Regions from separate parts of the Mus musculus genome. Here all the other regions are linked to region 3. A link is a contact called in public promoter capture Hi-C data. All regions are on one chromosome and are shown on one strand. The core of a region is the stretch at or near the end of the contact, and the rest is flanking DNA. Distances in the headings are between cores, read along the strand shown. Region 1 holds the start of H4f16 (H4 histone 16). Region 2 holds the start of Wbp11 (WW domain binding protein 11). Region 3 holds the start of Etv6 (ets variant 6).

Region 1 (2,835 bases), core at 271-2,770, 2.8 Mb before region 3:
CCTCAGAATCCTGGCTGTACCACCTAACAGCTGACTTTCATATACTATCTAATGCTCCTAAGCATTCGATAGGTTATATATTCTAAGTCAATGTGTATGGAAACCTCTGGTGCAGTTTTGGGGAAGAAAGCTCTAGAATATCTTCTGTAAACCATCTTAAATGTATGTTTATGGAAAGGTCTCTTTGCTTTCTTTTTGCTTTTCTCTCTTTTTTTTGTGTGTGTTGTTGTTGATTGTTTGTTTGTTTGTTGACACACAGTTTTACAAATTTGAATAAGTATTCTGGCAGCAGCTTTCATTTTGGTAAGAATTCTGAAGAGCAAGGGATTTAAAATCATGAGGTAAAATTCAATGATTAAGGCTTCTTCCCCCTCCAGCTATCCTAGAGCTCAATCTCTAAGAGACAGGGAGGGGACAAACAAATGAAATGCTGTTTGAGTTGTGGAACTAATGGGAATTGTAAAGTACTACAAACTAAACGCATTTATCCTGCTGCCTTTTTCTTTTTTTTTAAGATTTATTTATTTATTATATGTAAGTACACTGTAGCTATCTTCAGACACACCAGAAGAGGGCATCAGTTCTCATTACAGGTGGTTGTGAGCCACCATGTGGTTGCTGGAATTTGAACTCAGGACCTTCAGAAGAGCAGTCAGTGCTCTTCACCACTGAGCCATCTCTCCAGCCCAAAACCTGCTGTCTTTAAAAACGAAACAAACTTAAGGACAGTCCTGTTATTCGGAGTCATGCTTTTGACTTCTGGTACTTTACAAGCTATTTGAGTGGGGAGGAGGGGAAATGTATTTGAGTCTGTCTAGCCTAGGCTGGCCCCAGCTCTTGGCAATCCTGCCTCAGCCTCCGGAGAGCCTAAATTACAGATGTGAGTCACCAGGTCTCTTTTAAACGCAAGCAACAAGGACCTCGGATCTAAATGACAAGTTACAATAGTTCAGCTAAGTAACTATAGGAACAATTGGCTGAAAAGCGAATACCAATGTGTTTGCAATGCAGGAGCAGAAAATCCATACACTGCAGAAACAGTTGAAACCAAATAGGAAGTGGGAACTAGCATAATTTTCTTATCGTGGCCACAAAAGAAAGGCACTAAAACACTTCTATCCCCTCAAAAGACTCTCTCGTGAAAATGTAAACTGCTTCGGTATAAGACCTAGTAAGCTAGATTTCTATTGCTAGCTTCTTTTCATTTTCACATTAAAGTTGTGTAAAAACAAGCATGCTGCTTAGAAAATACCGAATCAGCGTGCACTGAAGATAACAAGCATGATGCGCCGTTTTTATTTGTGCTAAAAAAAAAAAAGAGGAGAAATAGATTGTTACCTTATATTATTTAAACTTTCAAATGTGCTAGGGTTCCTGGAATTTGGAGAGGGAACCGAAAGGGTTTTATGGTTCTTGGGAGACAGCAGAGCACAAAGAGCCAGGGGGTGGAGTCTAGAGCTCCGCCCACTCCTTGCTGTTTTCAATCAGGTCCGCTCCCAGGAAATATAAGCTCTTGCTCGGCGGCGGATTACTGTAGTTTCTCCTGTCTCTTTATTAGGTTGTTTACTAATATGTCAGGACGAGGAAAAGGCGGCAAGGGTCTGGGGAAAGGTGGCGCCAAGCGACACCGCAAGGTTCTCCGCGACAACATCCAGGGCATTACCAAGCCCGCTATCCGGCGGTTGGCTCGGCGTGGCGGCGTGAAGCGCATCTCGGGTCTCATCTACGAGGAGACTCGCGGTGTCCTCAAGGTTTTCCTTGAGAATGTGATCCGCGACGCCGTCACCTACACCGAGCACGCCAAGCGCAAGACGGTTACGGCTATGGACGTGGTGTACGCGCTCAAGCGCCAGGGCCGCACTCTGTACGGCTTCGGCGGCTAAGCGAGCCCTCCTGTGCCTAGGCCGTTCCCTTGGCCGGCTTCCCCCATCCACAAAGGCCCTTTTCAGGGCCCACAAAGCATCAGAAAGGAGCTGTGGACATTTGTAGTTCTCACTAGTTATGAGCGTCTCATTACTTTTTGTATTTGGTATGCTTTGTCTTGTATGCAAATTGAGCTGCCTGGGTGCACTTTTTCATTGGAGGACTTGGGCTGGTGGCCCCGCCTACCGCCTGGGACCTGCTCAGAATGCTTGCGGAGTGGTCTGCGTGAATGAGTTTTTTTAGGTGTCTGTTGAGTTGACAGCCCCAGAGTGCTAGGGTGCAGCCTCTGCGGACGCTCTAAAAAGGGGAAAAAAGCTCCTGTAGAGACAGTGGACCTGAATGAGGGCAGGTGTGGAGGCTTGGAACCCCACAATAAAGTCACCCTGTAGCTTAAACTTGGCTTTCTCAGCTGTAGCTGTTTCTCTGCCTTAAGCACGTGGGTTTGGGGGAAGAGGAGCACTCGGATGTCTACCATTTAGTTCAGGCTGGTATAAGTCTTTCGGTGGTCCTTCTGTTTCAGCTTCCACAGACCATATGTGTCTCATTTAAGTCTTCAGAGTAGGTTAGTCACAGCCCTTGCTGCTCCTTCAAAGTACTTGTATTCGATGCTCCATACCCAGATGGGTTTAACTCTGGATCCAGGAAGTCGCTTCCTTAGGCCCCTGGACTCAGGTCTGCTTACCGGCTTTCTGTACACATTACTCAAAACGGTAGTTTTGTTTTTCAGATCTCTAGGTTTTTACATCTGATGTTTACGGGTCTTCTCACTGGCTGAAGAAATAGGAGACTGTTCCTACAGTTCCTGGAGCAGGAACCTGGCATTTCATTAAGATATGGTTATCTCGTGTTCAATGCTTTCTGTGTGGCAGAAACTTGGTGCGGTCTTTCAGCAGATTTATTTTAAGTGTTGAT
Region 2 (2,700 bases), core at 45-2,544, 2.8 Mb before region 3:
TGTTAAGGATGCTGAAACTAAGTTGAAAAATAACCAAGTGTGAGGGTGTTTTTGGTTTTTTGATTTGTGTTTTTTTGTTTTTGGTTTTTTGTTGTTTTGTTTTGCTTTTTGGTTTTTTTTCGAGACAGACCAAGTTCACACTTTATGAAGATTTCGTTTTAAATGCTTACCTTTAAGGGGAAAGGATGGGGAGGAGTCTTAAGGAATGGGGATGTAGAAGGGAAATATAATAGCTATTTCTGGTTATCAGCTATATCTAGAACAAACCACAATCCAGAATTGGAAGGTTCACCTGTGATCCAGATCTTGAGGCTGGGAAATACAAGTTTCTGACCTTGATCTTGGCATGGAAATCTTGAGGCATAGTGGCTATGTATCCCCAGGAGAGTAAGGTAAGATCTCTGAGTACAAGGCCCAGATCCAGGCGTGGCGGTACACACCTTTAATCTGAACCACACCTTCTTCTGGAGATCTATAAGACATTGGAAGATGGAAGTTTTTCTCTTCCTCCTCTGCTTGCATTTACTTGCCAGCCCATCAGTTGGAATCTACTAGCCTGGTGGGACTGAGCAACTCCTAGATCCTTGGACTTCCCATTCACAGCTGACCATTGTTGGGGAGGTGGACTACAGACCGTAAGTCATCATAACAAAGTCCCTTTCTATATAGAGACTATCCACAAGTTCTGTGACTCTAGAGAACCCTCAAAGGAAGACTTCAGATAAATCTAGAGTGTGCAATGACATCATAAAGGAGTTTGGGTTGATGCAAAGTTCATTTGAAGTGTTATGTAATAACTTCTCCTCTGGAAAATCGACAAATGTACCGTTTCTCTTTTAAAATATACATTTTCGTGTAGATTTATGAGTCTCCCCTAGGAACTATTTGTTCAGTTCATCACATGCTGTAGGTTTAGAGGGCTGATGTTTGCTGAGCACCTTAGACTCGGTGCCCAGTGTTATTACCTAACTTGTTTTCTATGGAAGCATTCCTGAAAAACAGCATCCATTTACACACGACAACTAACACAGATCCAATGGCCGACACAGAAGCGTACGCATACCGCTACCTAGTGTGTCCCCAGAGAGAAGCAGTTGCGGAAATGCGTCAGAATTCTGAGAACAATTGGCCAATCAAATAGCAGCTTCCTTACTTTTTATTTCTATTGGGTTATATTAGTGTCAATCTACAATACTCTGGAATGAGGCGGGTCTCTTGGCCTATAGTTATCCAATCGGATAGTGAATGAGAGCGGAAGTACCTCTGGCTCTGAAGTTGTTGTATTCGCTCTATGGGCCCAGTGCCTGGCAACGCGGTGAGATCGCGGCCAGCGGGAACAGGAAGTGACGTGAGCTGGCGGAGGGGCGCGAGGTTTCAAGATGGCGGTTCCCGGGTGGTTGACCGAGGGGCAGAGGTGAAGGCCCCTTCGCAGAGAGTCCTCCGGGACCGCCCGCTAGCTGCTCTCGCCGTCCCGGGAGCCTCGCAGTCGTGTGAGTGCGTGGGGACTCGGTGCTCCGTTTTCCGCGACCCTCCCCGGGGCCTGCGAAGCCTTCTCTGAAACACCAGGCCCAGAGGCCGCGCTCTTCCTCCGCTGGGCCCGGGGTGGCGGGAGCCTCGGGTTTCAGGGCTCGGGGCCGGCCTGGCACTGCGTCCGACGGGTTCTCGGGCGGGATCTCCCGCCGGGTCAGACCCACCGCCCGAGTGCGGCGACCGGTGGCGGCGGGCTGACGTCTAGCCGCTCGAGTCGCTATCAACCGTCGCTATGGTTTCGGCAGTTGCTGTGAGGCCTCCTGGAGTGGACCCGGACCGGACCGGACCGGTCGGGTTGCGTTTGTGCTGCCTGGGTTCCCATGGTCTTTTGACCTTGTCTCTGCCAACGTTTGCAGGCAGAGGCACTATGGTCTTGTAAAAATTCTCCTTGACTCGTAGCTGATTGGTTTTTAGGTGTGTGTGATGGGATGGCGTCAAAACGAGAGCCCGAGGCTGGTTTAAGAAGGGAAACACTAAAGAAAAGATCAAAAATAGAATTTGTTGTATCCGTGCCTTTTTGTAGTTCCCTATAGTCAGTACCCTTCTCTTCCCTTCTTCCCAAACTCCTGCCCCTTCTGCTTTCTGATAGAGAAACATCTGTAATGACATAATCGACACCGATCAGTTCTGAAATATCTGGGAAGCAGCAGGGAGCCGGCCAGCTGAACGCTTGATGAAAAAAAGCATTAACTAAAACAACTTACAGAGTCCCACCTAAGGAGCCAAGGGAATTAGAGTCTCAAATTTACCTCGGGATCTTCCCTTTCCTAATGTAGAAAGAAAGTAGATTTGTTTAATGCTTAAAGGGGGAGCCACAGGAGATGTAGCCTGTAGGAAAGTGTCGCACACTTTGAACAGGAAATATTTGTTCCTTTTTTTACTATGGGCAAGGCTAATTTTTGGAAGTTTCATTCATTTGGAATGGAAGAGAAAGAAGTGATAATAATGAAAGCCTGGCCTTAAAATATTTCCCTACCGTGACTACCACTTTTAATTCCCTCAAAATACATAAATCAGGAGTCATATGTGCTAGTAAGAATATACTTTAATGTTAAGTTTGAGGAGTTCTAATACTTCATTTTTTATTTCTTTTGTTTGAGAGTCATAAATCATTTGATTTGGTATTAAATCAAGATAAATATGTTTGAATGGATTGCATTTTGCCATCTG
Region 3 (2,872 bases), core at 315-2,814:
CTTTTTAAAAGCAACTAACTACAGCACCTCAGCCTATATAGACAGACTGTGTATATACATGCACATGCGACTACCTGGAGGCAAAGGCTGTTTGCAAATATCCCTCTTGAACTTAGAGCAGGTCAGGGAGCTCCAAGACTGCAGCTTTTCCACACCAGCTTGGACTGTCAGAGAAGGTCATTTTGCTTAGCTACTTCTTTTCCACCCTTCATCACAGGAGTTTTCTACTTTCAGATTGCTCAACTTTCATATGCACTAGCGTAAAACAACTATTCAGCAACTTTATTCACCTTGGTTTAATTTTTTTTTTCATTGTGCAATGCCCAGGAAAAGCTGACACCAAGACTGTCTTAGGACTTGCAATCACAATCAGAAGAGAAGAGAGGGTAAAATTCTTGTGTGATAGAACGGGGGGGGGGGGGGGAGGAGGGGCGTAAAGAGAGAGAGAGAGAGAGAGAGAGAGAGAGAGAGAGAGAGCATCCTAGTGGAGCCCCTAGAACTTTTTCCCTAGAGACCACCCCTTGGGAACAAAAGTTACAATTCAGTCTCACGTTATGCGTAGGAATAAAGAGAAAGGGTTTTTCTTTTTCCTTTCTTATTTTTAAGCGCACTAATTACGGAGGTGCTCTACAGATCTGAAGACAACCCGGGTTCCTCCTACCAATTGAGAGCGGCATTACATTGTCAAAAAGAAAGGGAGTGGGGCTCTCTTTCTCTCTTGTCCTCTTGGGCTATTACCTTCCCCCTACCTTCCCTATTCCCTTCCCTCTCTCTCCACGTGTTCATGGCCTGCCTCTACTTCTCTACTCTCTCCCTCTCTCTGCTTTTTTCTGCCACAACTACCCTCTTGACTCCCCTCCCCTTGCCCTAAATAAACTCTATTCTATACTATTAAAAAAAGGAAAGAAAGAAAGGGAGTGGGGGGGGGAGGCAGGAGCCCAAGAGGATCTCGGCGGAGAGGGGTGCAGCAAGGTTACACTAAAGGGTACAGCGCGGCCGCGAGCTGCATCTCCTTTTCCCTCGCGCCCCAAATAATTCCCCGCCAGCCTAGCAACTGCACCAGCAGCCCCGGGGTAAGGGGGTTCCGATCGCCCAGCGGAGGAAGGAGGGGAATCCGATCGTTACCTTAATGCTAGACTGAGCAGGAGTCTCAGACATGTCTCACAGCGAAAGGGATCAGGAAGTTCTCAGTTTTTTTCCACTTTCCTTTCCTCTCCCCAACCCAGAAACGCTCGGCGGGGCAGCGGGATGCGGTCGTTTAAGAAGTTTCTTGCAGCATCGCTGGCGGCGGCCGCCCGAGGGGGAGGGGGGGCTCTTCTCAACGCGCGGATTGGGCGCGAGGTGCGGGGGCGTAGGAGCCGGCGAGCACGGCGTGGGGTGTGCGGGTCGCGGCGCGGCGACCCGGGCGCAGCAGGCCGGCCTGGCGTGTCTCCTCCCACCCGCGGCCGGCGCGCCCGCCCTCCCGCGGCGCTCGCTCGCTCGCTCTCTCGCTCCCTCGCTCCCTCCCTCCCTCTCTCTTTCTCGAATGTTTTCCTTCCTGGAAGAGAGAAACTGAAAGGCAGAACTGAGAAAGCTCTCTGCTCATTGATCTTGAGAGTTTCAGGGCAGAAACTGACGTGAATTCCCAGCACCCGGCTCTGCCTCTTAAAGGAGCCACCAGGAAATAAAAGCTCGGGTTACCGCGGGCCGCGGAGAAATCAAAAGGCGTGCGGGGGAGGGGCGCGGGATGCCCACTGGGCCGCCCCGAGGCGGAGGACGCCTTTGGGGAACCTTGCAGCGTGGCCCAAGGACCAGCAAGCCTGGTTCATCTCTCTCCCGACTCCCCTGGCTGCGCCTCAGGAGGACCTGGGCCACGCACAGTAGGGGCTTTTCTGTGCACTCCCAGAGGCGCAAATGCAGCCTGGGGACCGCAGTCTAGGAAGGGGCTTTCCGGGAAGGACGCGGCGCCGCAGGAGGAAGCGAGACAATGGCCTTTGTTCTGCGCGGCGACCGCGGCCGCTTTAAGAGAATCCACCAGGAAATGGGAGCTCGGGTTACAGGCTGCGCACGGGGAAGTGCAGGGCGCGACGCTGGAGACAAAGCCGCGCGGTCGCGCTCCGGCGCAGGGACGCGGCGAGCGGGGGTGCTCCCCGCGACGGGGGCGCCCCACGGCCTGACCTCCCGCCTTCCCCGATTCGAAATCCCCCGGCCATTTAAAGCCACAGCGGCCGCTACCAACCGACGTAGGTGACTGGACTACAAAGTTGACAGGGCGCGTTCCAGCAGATCTTAGCCCTCCCCTGGGCCGCTCCTCGGGCTCGGTCATTGGCGGAGGGGACAGCCCGGGGTCCTGCAGAGGAGGGGCTGCCAGAATCCTGGGGCTGAGGCGCTAGCCTTGAGCACCAGCGTTCCGATCACTCTATTTTTATTGCTATTTATAATCTCTTAAAATGCCCACCGCAGAAGATGGTGTTTAAATTCTAACCCTCTAGTCTATACAGGTTTAATATGTGGATATATAACGAAGAGCTTGATGCACTTCCATTTTGTGCTTTGACGGTAAAATAAACACAAATGTATGCGTGTATGAATGCATTATACTCATCTTCCCTGCTGAGGGTTTCCCAGACTCACCTCTGTATTCCCACCTCTGTAGTTTCTTGGGAAGGAGGCGTGGGGGTGGGAGGAAGCAGTATTGTTTTGAAGTAAAATCTCTCAATGTAACCCTGACTGTCCTGGAACTCTTTCAGGCTGGCCTGGAACTAGTTCTGCCTCTGATCTTTCTTATGTATTTATTTATTTCCTGCACACTTTTCAGCGTCGTAAAAACGTGCTCAGACTTTCATAAACAGAACTTCTGTTCATACATACTCATATTAGGACACTCTAAATG

What was found. Capture Hi-C pulls out chosen DNA fragments and counts their contacts.
Region 1: a promoter capture Hi-C map of liver shows a contact between it and region 3, with 6 times the contacts expected there. The contact joins the promoter of H4f16 here to the promoter of Etv6 in region 3. A contact is called at or near these places in 1 of 39 promoter capture datasets (liver) and 1 of 9 other capture datasets (liver).
Region 2: a promoter capture Hi-C map of adipose tissue shows a contact between it and region 3, with 4 times the contacts expected there. The contact joins the promoter of Wbp11 here to the promoter of Etv6 in region 3. A contact is called at or near these places in 1 of 115 datasets of contacts at active chromatin or transcription factors (large pre-B cells) and 2 of 9 other capture datasets (adipose tissue and liver).

The regions. Positions count from the first base shown.
Region 1 is chr6:136,803,116-136,805,950 of GRCm38.p6, reverse strand. It overlaps H4f16 (H4 histone 16), which reads left to right and starts at 1,520. Exons shown (of 1, transcript NM_175652.3): 1 at 1,520-1,958. The coding sequence starts at 1,572. The coding sequence ends at 1,883.
Region 2 is chr6:136,826,810-136,829,509 of GRCm38.p6, reverse strand. It overlaps Wbp11 (WW domain binding protein 11), which reads left to right and starts at 1,294. Exons shown (of 12, transcript NM_021714.4): 1 at 1,294-1,490. BC049715 (cDNA sequence BC049715) reads right to left here and starts at 667. Exons shown (of 3, transcript NM_178776.3): 1 at 441-667.
Region 3 is chr6:134,034,392-134,037,263 of GRCm38.p6, reverse strand. It overlaps Etv6 (ets variant 6), which reads right to left and starts at 1,564. Exons shown (of 8, transcript NM_007961.4): 1 at 1,126-1,564. The coding sequence starts at 1,158. Gm46977 reads left to right here and starts at 1,952. Exons shown (of 4, transcript XR_001785383.2): 1 at 1,952-2,222.